2 separate regions of the Bicyclus anynana genome follow, and region 2 is linked to region 1. The links are chromatin contacts, called in public Hi-C maps. All regions are on one chromosome and are shown on one strand. The core of a region is the stretch at or near the end of the contact, and the rest is flanking DNA. Distances in the headings are between cores, read along the strand shown. Region 1 overlaps LOC112055725 (actin-binding LIM protein 3). Region 2 holds the start of LOC112055725 (actin-binding LIM protein 3).

Region 1 (5,628 bases), core at 2,764-5,263:
GCATTTCTGGGATCCAAGTTTTGTTTCTTCCACTGCTGGAGTTTCTCGCGCTCCTTCACTTCCTTCAGGAACACCTGCGATCGCAAAACACGACATCGATAACTTATTGTTGGAAGTTACCGCTTATTCTAACTTAATCATAATTTGGCCTTGACTTTGCCGATACCATGTCATATTTTGTTTATTTTTTATCATTTACAAGTTAGCCTTTGATCACAAACTCACCTGATGGTAAATGTGATACAGTCTAAGATGGAAGCTTGTTAGGAGGACATCGTACCGAAACGCTAAATCATTTGGCGTTACATCTTTTGACGGTAGGTACCACCCTACCGTCTAGCCAGCCACCGTCTAACTAGCCACGGCCGAAGCCTTCCACCAGCCAGACCTAGACCAATTAAGAATACCTTAATCGGCTCAGCCGGGGATCCAACCCAGGACCTCCGTCTTGTAAGTCCACTGCGCACACCACTGCACCACGGAGGCCGTCAAAATCATATGGTACCTGCGCGATGCCGGTCTCTATCTTGGACAGCTCCTGCTCCTCGCGCCGGAGCTTGGGGTCGACGTCGCCGTTGAGCCCGTTGACGCGCTCGCCCTCCTCGTCGCTGTCGGCCACGCCCTTGTACGTGTCGGACCAGCGCCGACGCCGCTCTGCAGCATCAAAATGTATTTAATGGCTCGTAGTCTTAAAGAGCAATCTCTTCTAGTGTAGGAGAAGAGAACTGATAGTGTAGGAGAAGGCGAACAACAACAACTGACCGGGGTCGGTGTAGGGGTAGGGCGGCGCGGGGAAGTCGTCGCGCTCGATCTTGGACTTGGTGCCCGGCGGCGGCTTGTACGCGGACGGGTAGTGAGACAGCTCGATGGGCTCCTGCGGAAGTGGAACAGAGTAATAAGAATAAGAAGACTCGTTTATTTGAAAAAACTCAGCACAGTAATTACAATGACGTCCTGACCTTTAAACTAGGTAAGCCTGTGTTTTAAGGGCCAGTGACTTCCCTCGGTACATATGCATAGGTACAATGACATAAACTATATCATCATTATTAACCCATATTCGGCTCACTGGTGAGCTTGAGTCTCCTTTTAGAATGAGAGGGGTTAGGCCAATAGTCCACCACGCTGGGCCAATGCGGATTGGAAGACTTCACACCCGCAGAGAATTTTCTTAATTCTCTGGCATGCAGGTTTTCCCACGATGTTTTCCTTCACCGTTTGAGACATTATTATTTAATTGCGCCTTGCTGCTGGCGCGCGAGCTGGCGCGCGTGTTGGCGGACGCTGTGCGAAGGTCTAGCCGCCGCTGGCCCCACGTGTACAAGGCCTCACCTCGTTGTTCATGCGCGGCGACTTGGGGCGCGGCGTCTCGGAGCGGATGGAGTCGACGAGCGCGCGCATGCCGGGCCGCGACGACGCCTTGCTGCCGGCGCGCGAGCTGGCGCGAGTGCTGGCGGACGCTGTGACAAAAACGTTCCATTATATTATAGTACATTATGATATAAGTGCGGTAAGTTGAAAATTACAGCCGAGGCGATATTGCAGCTCGAGCCGAAGGCGAGACCTATAATAGTAAGGCTATAATTATCAAATACACACTTTGAACACATTTTCTGAAAACGAATTAGCATCTTTCCGGTACGAGTACGTGGTGATGCGGTGCGGCGAGCACGTCTCGCGCGTCAGTCGCACGTCACACGCGGCGCATACTCACACGGCGGCCTGTGGAAGTGCGGCGAGGTGGGCGGGCGGTCGTAGGGCTGCACGCAGCGCCGCAGCGTGGCGGGCTCGCCGGCCAGGTACGAGTACGTGGTGATGCGGTGCGGCGAGCACGTCTCGCGCGTCAGCCGCACGTCACACGCGGCGCATACTCACACGGCGGCCTGTGGAAGTGCGGCGAGGTGGGCGGGCGGTCGTAGGGCTGCACGCAGCGCCGCAGCGTGGCGGGCTCGCCGGCCAGGTACGAGTACGTGGTGATGCGGTGCGGCGAGCACGTCTCGCGCGTCAGCCGCACGTCACACGCGGCGCATACTCACACGGCGGCCTGTGGAAGTGCGGCGAGGTGGGCGGGCGGTCGTAGGGCTGCACGCAGCGCCGCAGCGTGACGGGCTCGCCGGCCAGGTACGAGTACGTGGTGATGCGGTGCGGCGAGCACGTCTCGTCGCGCCCGTCGCGGTACTCGCGCAGCGTCAGCCCCGGCGACACGGCGCGGTAGCCGTACTGCAACGCGACAGTCGCAAATTAGCACCAACTAACAATACTTTCATTCATGGAACAGTTACTTTTTGGAGAGTGATTACTACATTTAACAAAAACAACTCACATTCATACTTACATGAATGTGACTCGGTGACACATTGTTCGAAGAATAAAATGTGTGAATATGAATATTCGACAATGAATCTAAAATAAAAAGACTACTTTAGCAATCAAAGAAAATAAAGTAACACCAAACCTACATATTTTCAAAATCTGAACATGAAAATCATGCGCTAGATTAAAACAAAAATGTAAATAATATTTTTTGAAATCATGAACATATATATTTTTTTTATTGATTAAACATTCATATACGCGAAGGGAGAAAATACTTGGAACAATAAATATCAACTCAAAAATACATTTTTTTAAATACATAAAAAGAACAAAATAAAAAGAAACGGACCTTCCTGGTCAAGCTACTGTAGGGGCTGCAGTACGAGCCGTTGACGCTGGGCGTGCGCGAGCGCAGGGAGAACTGCCAAAACAACAAAAACAAACCAAAAAATAACACCAAAAACAACATAAAAAGCTCTATTATAATAAACTACAATTATAAATACAACTAAAGTAAAATAAAGTTAAGTAACCAAACTAAAGTTAAAAACAGAAATGCAACTAAAGACAATCTAAATGAATAAAATAATAGAATGAATGGAATGTAAATGTAAAACCTAGTTAAGTATGATCTTACAATGAACTTGGGTTTGATCTGAGTAATTTTTTTATATACATTTAATATTAAAAATAGGTGTAGCTCTTGTTTCCTGTACATCCACAAATTGCTGGAAGTTTCTTCATCATCATCCATCATTATCTGTTAATGGACGTAAATGGCTGGAAAGGTCTCTTGTATTTTTTTTATTCTTTACAAGTTAGCCCTTGACTACAATCTCACCTGATGGTAAGTGCTATCTAAGATGGAAGCGGGCTTAATTGTTAGGAGGAGTAAGAAGCTACGGCCGAAGCCTCCCCCAGCCATCCGTAGTCACTGGCAACACGCACTGTTCTAAAACTTTCGTCTTCAGACACTAAGGAGTTTGGACGAACAGAACTGTCAACGCCACGCATTCACAAAGTTGCAGCTTGGATTCAGGGACCATCCAGTCAAGTTTCCTGCGTTGCCACAAACCTGCAGCTCGGAGGAGGCTCGCTCCAGGTCGAGCGGCGCGTGCGGCGCTGGCCCGCAGCGCGGGTGCCAGATCGCGGCGCCCTGTAGGAACATTTCCTCGCCGTCGCCAAACGGATCACCGCACTTGCTGCAGCGCGCGCACGTCGGGTGGAAGTGGTGGTTGTCGCCGGCCTATAACACAAAACAAGGTAACGCCTTTTACACGCTTCCTGATTTCTTTGCGGCATCTGGTCATCTCCAGATGCCTTAAGAAACGTCACGGAAACGTCAGAACTAACCAGTTTCAGTTCACAAACCCTGGAATCCCTCTTAACCGTCTTGGGGAGCCATTCCATTTCCTTCCCATTCCTCATTCAGTCTCAGGCTGACTTGTTGGAAAAGCTCCTGTGTAAGTTTGTACTCTCACCTGCAGCACCTTCCCGGAGATGTACCGCTGGCAGTAGGCGCAGCGCACGCCGTACAGCCGCTGGTAGTCGCGCTCGCAGTACGGCACGCCCGCGCGCCCCATGTACTCGCCCTGCAGCACGGCGCCGCACTCCCCGCACGCGAAGCACCACGTGTGCCACTGCCGCTCCAGCGCCACCAGCGCCTGCCCCTCCGACAGCTCCTGCCCGCAGCCCGCGCACTCTGCCGACGACACACTGGGATAACACCTGCCGCACGCCATGTGCGCACTTAGTGCTAACCTAGTCAGACCTGAGACGGCAGTCACTGCCAACCTTATGAGACGGCAAACATTGCCCGAGGACACACTGTGCCGAGAACTTGGCCAGGCGGGATTTACTGTCCACAAAAAAAATTAGCGTCCAAATAAAAACACGTATCTAAAATGTTTTGCCATAACATCTTTCCTCACAGCACACTCAGATATACGAGTACGTAAAACCTTCAGCTGTCTAAAAGTGTCGTCTTCGTTTTTTTGTGACGGAGGATAATGCCCTCATTAGCTGCTCATGATTCTGAGGAAACGACCGATCGAGTTCTGTAATCTTCTACCTCATAAAACTCGCTAGGCGTTTGTTAGTGATTTTAGGAGGCCTCAAGATCTCGCAAAAACGCACCAATGTCTCCTTTTACGCAGAAGTTCTACATAACTTAACCGTTTCACCTTGTGACAAAAGAACGAGAGTTAACATATGGTGAAACTTATTTCAGTTCGTTCTAATGAAGGGCAGTTATACCAATTTCAACGTATCTATCAAACTACCCTCGACCGAGGAGTAATTAGGTTGATCAATACATATAGTGCGTTTTAGCGAATTCGTATAACAAAACCGTTCCTACTAATCTGCAGGAGTATCGAATGTCCGAAGCAGTACAAAAATAAATTAAAATTGTATTAGCCAAGTAAGTGGAGGTGTAACATTTCAACATAAGGGATTTACCTAGGGTCAAACCGATACACCGGTTTCTGATTTCACACTCGATTGAGTTATTTGCACGAGGGGCAATCGTCGCCATTAAACGCACCACCACAGATGGGTTATACGGTAAATTGGACCGAGGAAATAAATAAAATTAACGTAATGTTCAATTATCCACAATCCACAACACTAGTCTAAAGTAAAATATTGATATTTTATTTATTAAACGAACTAAAAATCGAATCGAGCGATTTTAAAAATCCTTTCACCATAAGAAAGCTACATCTTGACCAAGTAACATACGCTACTTATACCCTCGTCTTCCCGGGAACGGGAATTATGCGGGTGAAACCGCGAGGCGTCTACTTGTTAACTAAAGTTGTATAACTTGGAGAAGTCTGTGCTCTAAGCCATCTCTGCTTTAAGGAAGTATAAAATATGCTGAATGATCGATTTGCCGTTGACTTACGTACCATTAGGATCCGGCTGTCTCTGCTCCCGCTCGTGGTCCGTGGGCGTGGCTGGCGAGTGCGGCGAGTGCGGCGTGGGCGGCGTGATGGGCGACGTGGGCGTCGGGGGCGAGGGTCGTGCGCGTGTCGTGTGCGCCGTGTGCCGCTGCGGCGCGGCCGTGCACGACGCGCACACCACCTCGCTGCCCGTGTACGTCACCTTTTCGCCCGATGGGAACGCGCGTCTGGATAGTGCACAAGTGGGAGTTCACAAAACCGCTTGACGTACAGAGGTGGAATTTGGTAGGGAGGTAGTTATAGTTAGTAGACGTCCGCTTTTGCTAGAACGGATTTTGCGACAGGGCCGGATCAAGGAGATCTGAGATCAGACAAGTCACAGTAACACAGTCGCGGGCGTCCGCTA
Region 2 (5,109 bases), core at 1,204-3,703, 100 kb after region 1:
ATTTTAAATTAAATTGCTTAATTAATTAAATCAGCCCACCACAAAATAATTAATCCACAGTGAGTGCATTGTAAGAAGTGCTTCTGTTAAGGTGACTGATAAACTGATAATGTTATCATAATTACTTGCCAGTGCATGCTTCCATTTTAGTTTTAGCAAAATTTTAGTTTTTAAATATGTTTTTGACAATATGAGCCAAAACGCCTGTTGGCCATGGTTTTATATTTCAACTGTTTCATGACGTCACTATAACAAATCAACAGATTTGTTATAATATGTCAAGTAACATTGTGACATCACAAAATAGACAGCAGTTTTTTATATAATTAAAAAATATATATATTTTTAAATTAAGTTTTATAAGATATCCTGAACTTTTATTAGTTAATTAATATAGATATATTATGGACCCTCATTCCATGTACTATGGGAAAATAATATTGTTTATATTATATTTGATATAAGTCAACTACCCTATTGCAATACTTAAGTGTATTCATTATTATCATCATCTTAGAAAGAGAGGCACATATTTAGTTATCTTAGTGAGTGCAAGTTTTGGCCTTCACAAACATTAACAAAATATAAGTCTCAAACAAACACCAACTTCCTAGTGACAACACGCTCAAGGCTGAAGTGATTAGTGGACCATTGTGTAGTGCGAGTGATATAATCACTTGCCTGAACACATACCACTTAGTGAGGCTGTGTTAACTGTGTTATACACTAACTATGAAGTTGTGTTGAAAAACTTCTTGCAAATATCTATAACTATAATTACTGTAGATCTATAGTCAGATTAGGAGCCTGTTGTGCCTTGTATTAAGACGTGAAAGCCCAGTGGATATGACCTCGGCCTTCGATAGCCAGAGAGCATAGGTTAGGGCATGCACCTCCAACTTTTTAGAAATTAAATATTATGTGTCTCAAATGGTGAAGGAAAAACATTGTGAGGAAACCTGCATACCAGAGAATTTTCTTGATCAGAGAATCAAGAAAATTCTCTGGTATGCAGGTTACCTGAGAATTTTGTTTATTCTCTGCGTGTGTGAAGTCTGCCAATCCGCATTGGGCCAGTGTGGTGGACTACTGGCCTAACCCCTCACATTCTGAGAGGAGACTCGAGCTCTAATTAGCAAGTCTAATTAGCTGGTCTTTCTGGCACCCACTTCTTACTGAATATATACCATACATAGCCATTTTTAGTTCATTTATAAAATCATAATACCTATTTATTCACTTGTAATAAAGTGGTCTACAAATATTATAAATGTGAAAGTTTGTATGGATGTTTGTATGTTGAAGCGATTTGGAATGGAAATAGATTTTACTCTGGATTAACACATTTCTTCCTGTGCTGCTTTTTATCCTGGAAAAATCCATGATTCCCGAGGGATTATTGAAAAACTAAATTTCACGCCGGATGAAGTCGCCAGCATCCGCTAGTGTTATATATTATAATATATAATGTATAATGCAGCACAAGCTTACATGTACTATAAAATGTTTAGTTTGTTTGAAAAAGAGCAATATGTCCAGTCTAGATGACAAAATAAAAAGAACCATATTCTCTTCATATGTTATGAAATTATTTTCATAAGTATCCTATCCTAACTCAAAAAAGACAATACAGAATAGCTTGTAAATGTCCCAGCATCTAAGTATACCGGCAGAGTGTCTTGTTGAGTACAATGAACCTTTTTTATATTTATTTAAGCTGAAATTATCATCAGCAACATTAAATTAAAAAAAAATCATGACTTACTTAAGCATTTATAAGCTATCTTATTATAAAACTGTTTTTCTATGATAAATTATATTTATCTTTCAGGTATATAAAGATTCCATGCTTTCCGTGGAAAAACCAAGTTGAACTTCTGAAAACTTCAATTTCCTACCTAAGTAAAATAATTTTCTGTTAATGAACCTACAACGCGCACCGAAGGTTTTCTACAGTACACGTTAATAATAAAGACATATTTAATTTAATATCGATCCAACTTCTCAATAGAACGGCATGTGAAAAATCGATATTTTGAACACAACGCCGACACGCAGTGTTCCGTTGATATTTCCAATAAGAATTTTACGAAAATAAAAAACATTGTCTGGTTAATAGGCTTATTCTTTCTACATTAATTCTAGAATAAGTTCTTTAAAAACCGGCATACTTACCCATATTGTTTTTTTTAATCCCAGACCGGTCACCACTGCACAACAAACAAACAGTCTAATGAAAATGTTTCTTTTGCTTCATCACTCAATGAAATTATAATTATTTACACATTCGCACTGTTATTCTTTTATTAACATTCACAGAACACATTTAAAAATCAACTTTAATTAATATTTAATGAAAAACGGCAAACACTGCACCCCTAATTTTTATCACACAGAGCAAGCAGGCACAGGCACTAGGCAGCTGCCAAGCAGTTGGCATCTGTCAGAAAACACGCGTGCGTTCAGAAGTTACGCGACGTTCAGAATAAAATAAAGTTAGCGCAATAGGTTCGCATTCGCTTTCTTATCATTAACGTTCCGCAAGGCTGATTTTATTAGTTCACCTTGGCCTGTAGGATTAAAACAAGATATTATTTTTAAAAATGTATATGAAATGACTTTTTGAACTGATATATTTTGTAATGTACCTACGGTACGGTAATTACCTATTGCTTTGCGAAGTTTTAGATCTTTTAACCTCCTAAAGAACTATCTTCTTCAGCAAGCAAGCAAGCATTTGAGTAGTTCTTCAGCAGCAAGAAATTACTATCGATATCGACAGTCAGACTTTCGTCTGAGGATACAAACATTATTTTTGACTACTACCGGATTTCGTTCGTCTGCGTGGAAATCGATGTTAACTTTTAACCCCTATTTCCTCCTAAAACCCTAAAAAATTTACCCATTCAACAAATTGAGCAACAATATTTATGTTGATCTTGATTGCGATTTAGTGCTGACTGCTGATATTACATTTAGTGAATAGGTTAGGTTACAATGTTTCAAAATAAAACACAAAAAAATAAAGAACGCTTCATAAAATAAGTGCTTTATTGATTAAATTTTGTAGGTTACACAGATTATTAGGAAAGATCTAAAATTAAATTGTACGCGTTTTATTGAAAAAAAAAGGCATTGCAAGGACAAATTTGTGAAAGAGCAAATGGAAAAAAAAATACATTAAATATGTAGGTACATTATTTATATAAGAATCCCAACGAAAATTATTATTAAAGGCGAAAACCCCAGAAAAATAAAAACGAGCTACGTTTTATTTATCGACTATTCAACTCTTTATTAATTTTTATTATTAAATATTTTGCTATCAAGGATAAAACTAAACTCTATTTCTTGAACGGAGCCTTAAACATGCCGCCTTCAACCTTCAATGCTATCTACAGCCTCAAATATAAGCTATAACAGACCAAACCAATGTGTTCAACCGACGTCCACGGTCAAGAGTGGCGTCATATTTAGATGAATAGTCTGACATTGCGGGAATTCATTACAATTTTTATACAAGATTTAATTCCATATAACTTGTTCAGTAGAATCCAGTCATGCCTCCTCTTATTTTAAAGTCAGCTTCGACAATATCGGATGTAAAATTCCTCTATATCGATATGTACAATGTACATGCGGTGCATCACTAACGTCTCCCGTGAGGTCTGTAAATGAAAGAGAGCGTAATATAATCTATACCGTTCCCTCATTTTATGGTCACGCAGCATTTACCTATAATAATTAAGACCGCATTTTTGTTTGTCAGAAGTTTGCACGCATTGATTTGGCCTTCGCTTTAAGTCTTGTTCGGACTACTTTAGTAATTTAGTCGACTACAAACGATTTTTGGGCTGTAAATTCAAAAATTGTTCGGACTCGACTATAATACTAAAGTAGTCTGTACGGCCTGTTAGAGTGAACGAAACTCTTCACGCAACAAATCCCATTGAAAGTTAGTTATACCTAAAGCATTTGTGAACTCACTCGTACATATTCGATACGTTTTTATGTATGTAGTTATTTGTGCACTATTTCATATACGATGTTCGTCTATGGTTTTGTTAAAAAAAAAACACACACGTATACATTAATAAAATACGAATAAGTACACAAAAACGCACTTAGCCTGAGACTCCGTAGTCGTTTTCGAGCGTCTTAACACTATAACGTAAGTGAAAAATAGATCTAATATTCCTTGATTTAAAGCTTAATTTTAGCGAAACCGTAACTGTCATACTAGCGGAACGTTTACTAACTAAAACTCGGTAGTACATAATGTACGACTTTAAAACAAGGTGCATTAGGTACATTTTATCTTGACGACATAGCAGGCCTGTATCACAATTACACAACATTATTACCACGATTTCATTAGACGTTTATAAATAAGGCCTAAAATGAGACGCGCACCTAAGTATTGTGATGTTAAATAAGATACAGTCTAAGACTGCTAGTCCACCAAATCGGAGATAGGCAGCGGAGCCGACAAACTGAGAAATATTAACCAATAGGATTGCACTTTTAATCTCTGCTCCTCTTAAGTGGACAGGGACTTGCGAGCTAGTTTAAAAATTCATATAAAACCGGTAAGCGGAGGAAACGGAGCGGGATTAAATAACTTTTTAACATTTATTTACATACCATAGTCTGCAACTCCGCTCCGCAACCTCGCTCCGCTCCGGTAGACAGACACAGTACGCAAATCCGCTCCGCATTACTCCGATGCTCCGCTAAGCTCCCTCGCTCCGTTTTGGTGGACAAGCAGCCTAACCCCGATATTTAACGTCTAATTGTGGCGAATATTGAGGTTGTTACAAAATACCTGCACTACGTGATAGCCCACATATTTGCCAAAAAATAGGCCAACGCGAGGAGCAGACATAAGGTTTATACATGGTTGTACATTTTGACATATGACATATGCCCATGTGGTCGTCGCACTAAACAATTCAATAGTAAAATATACCTAATAAACCTTGACACGATTTTGCTGAATCTCGTTGCTGAGGGCCTAGTGGCAGTTTGATACTGTGACGATCACGTTAACGTAAACGTGAATTTCCAAGCGCGAATTGAAACAGCGCCATCTAGTGGCACTACTGCACA

The links. A called contact is a pair of places that touch in the nucleus more often than the background predicts.
Region 2: a Hi-C map of whole larva shows a contact between it and region 1, with 4 times the contacts expected there. The contact joins the promoter of LOC112055725 here to the enhancer-like site in region 1. A contact is called at or near these places in 2 of 2 Hi-C or Micro-C datasets (whole body and whole larva).

The regions. Positions count from the first base shown.
Region 1 is chr24:8,531,823-8,537,450 of ilBicAnyn1.1, forward strand. It overlaps LOC112055725 (actin-binding LIM protein 3), which reads right to left. Exons shown (of 18, transcript XM_052889116.1): 4 at 5,229-5,449; 5 at 3,798-4,018; 6 at 3,392-3,562; 7 at 2,666-2,737; 8 at 2,037-2,220; 9 at 1,333-1,460; 10 at 763-874; 11 at 506-654; 12 at 1-74. Among protein-coding and RNA genes, the nearest start is that of LOC128199468, 29 kb to the left of the region's middle. Within about 2 kb of position 4,014, at least 7 of the 8 cell types and tissues checked have open chromatin away from gene starts, as enhancers often do.
Region 2 is chr24:8,636,450-8,641,558 of ilBicAnyn1.1, forward strand. It overlaps LOC112055725 (actin-binding LIM protein 3), which reads right to left and starts at 2,454. Exons shown (of 18, transcript XM_052889116.1): 1 at 2,176-2,454. The coding sequence starts at 2,179. All of the region lies in intron 9 of LOC112054743 (protein C12orf4 homolog), which reads right to left. It overlaps LOC112054746 (ubiquitin thioesterase trabid), which reads right to left. Exons shown (of 18, transcript XM_052889121.1): 18 at 3,024-5,109.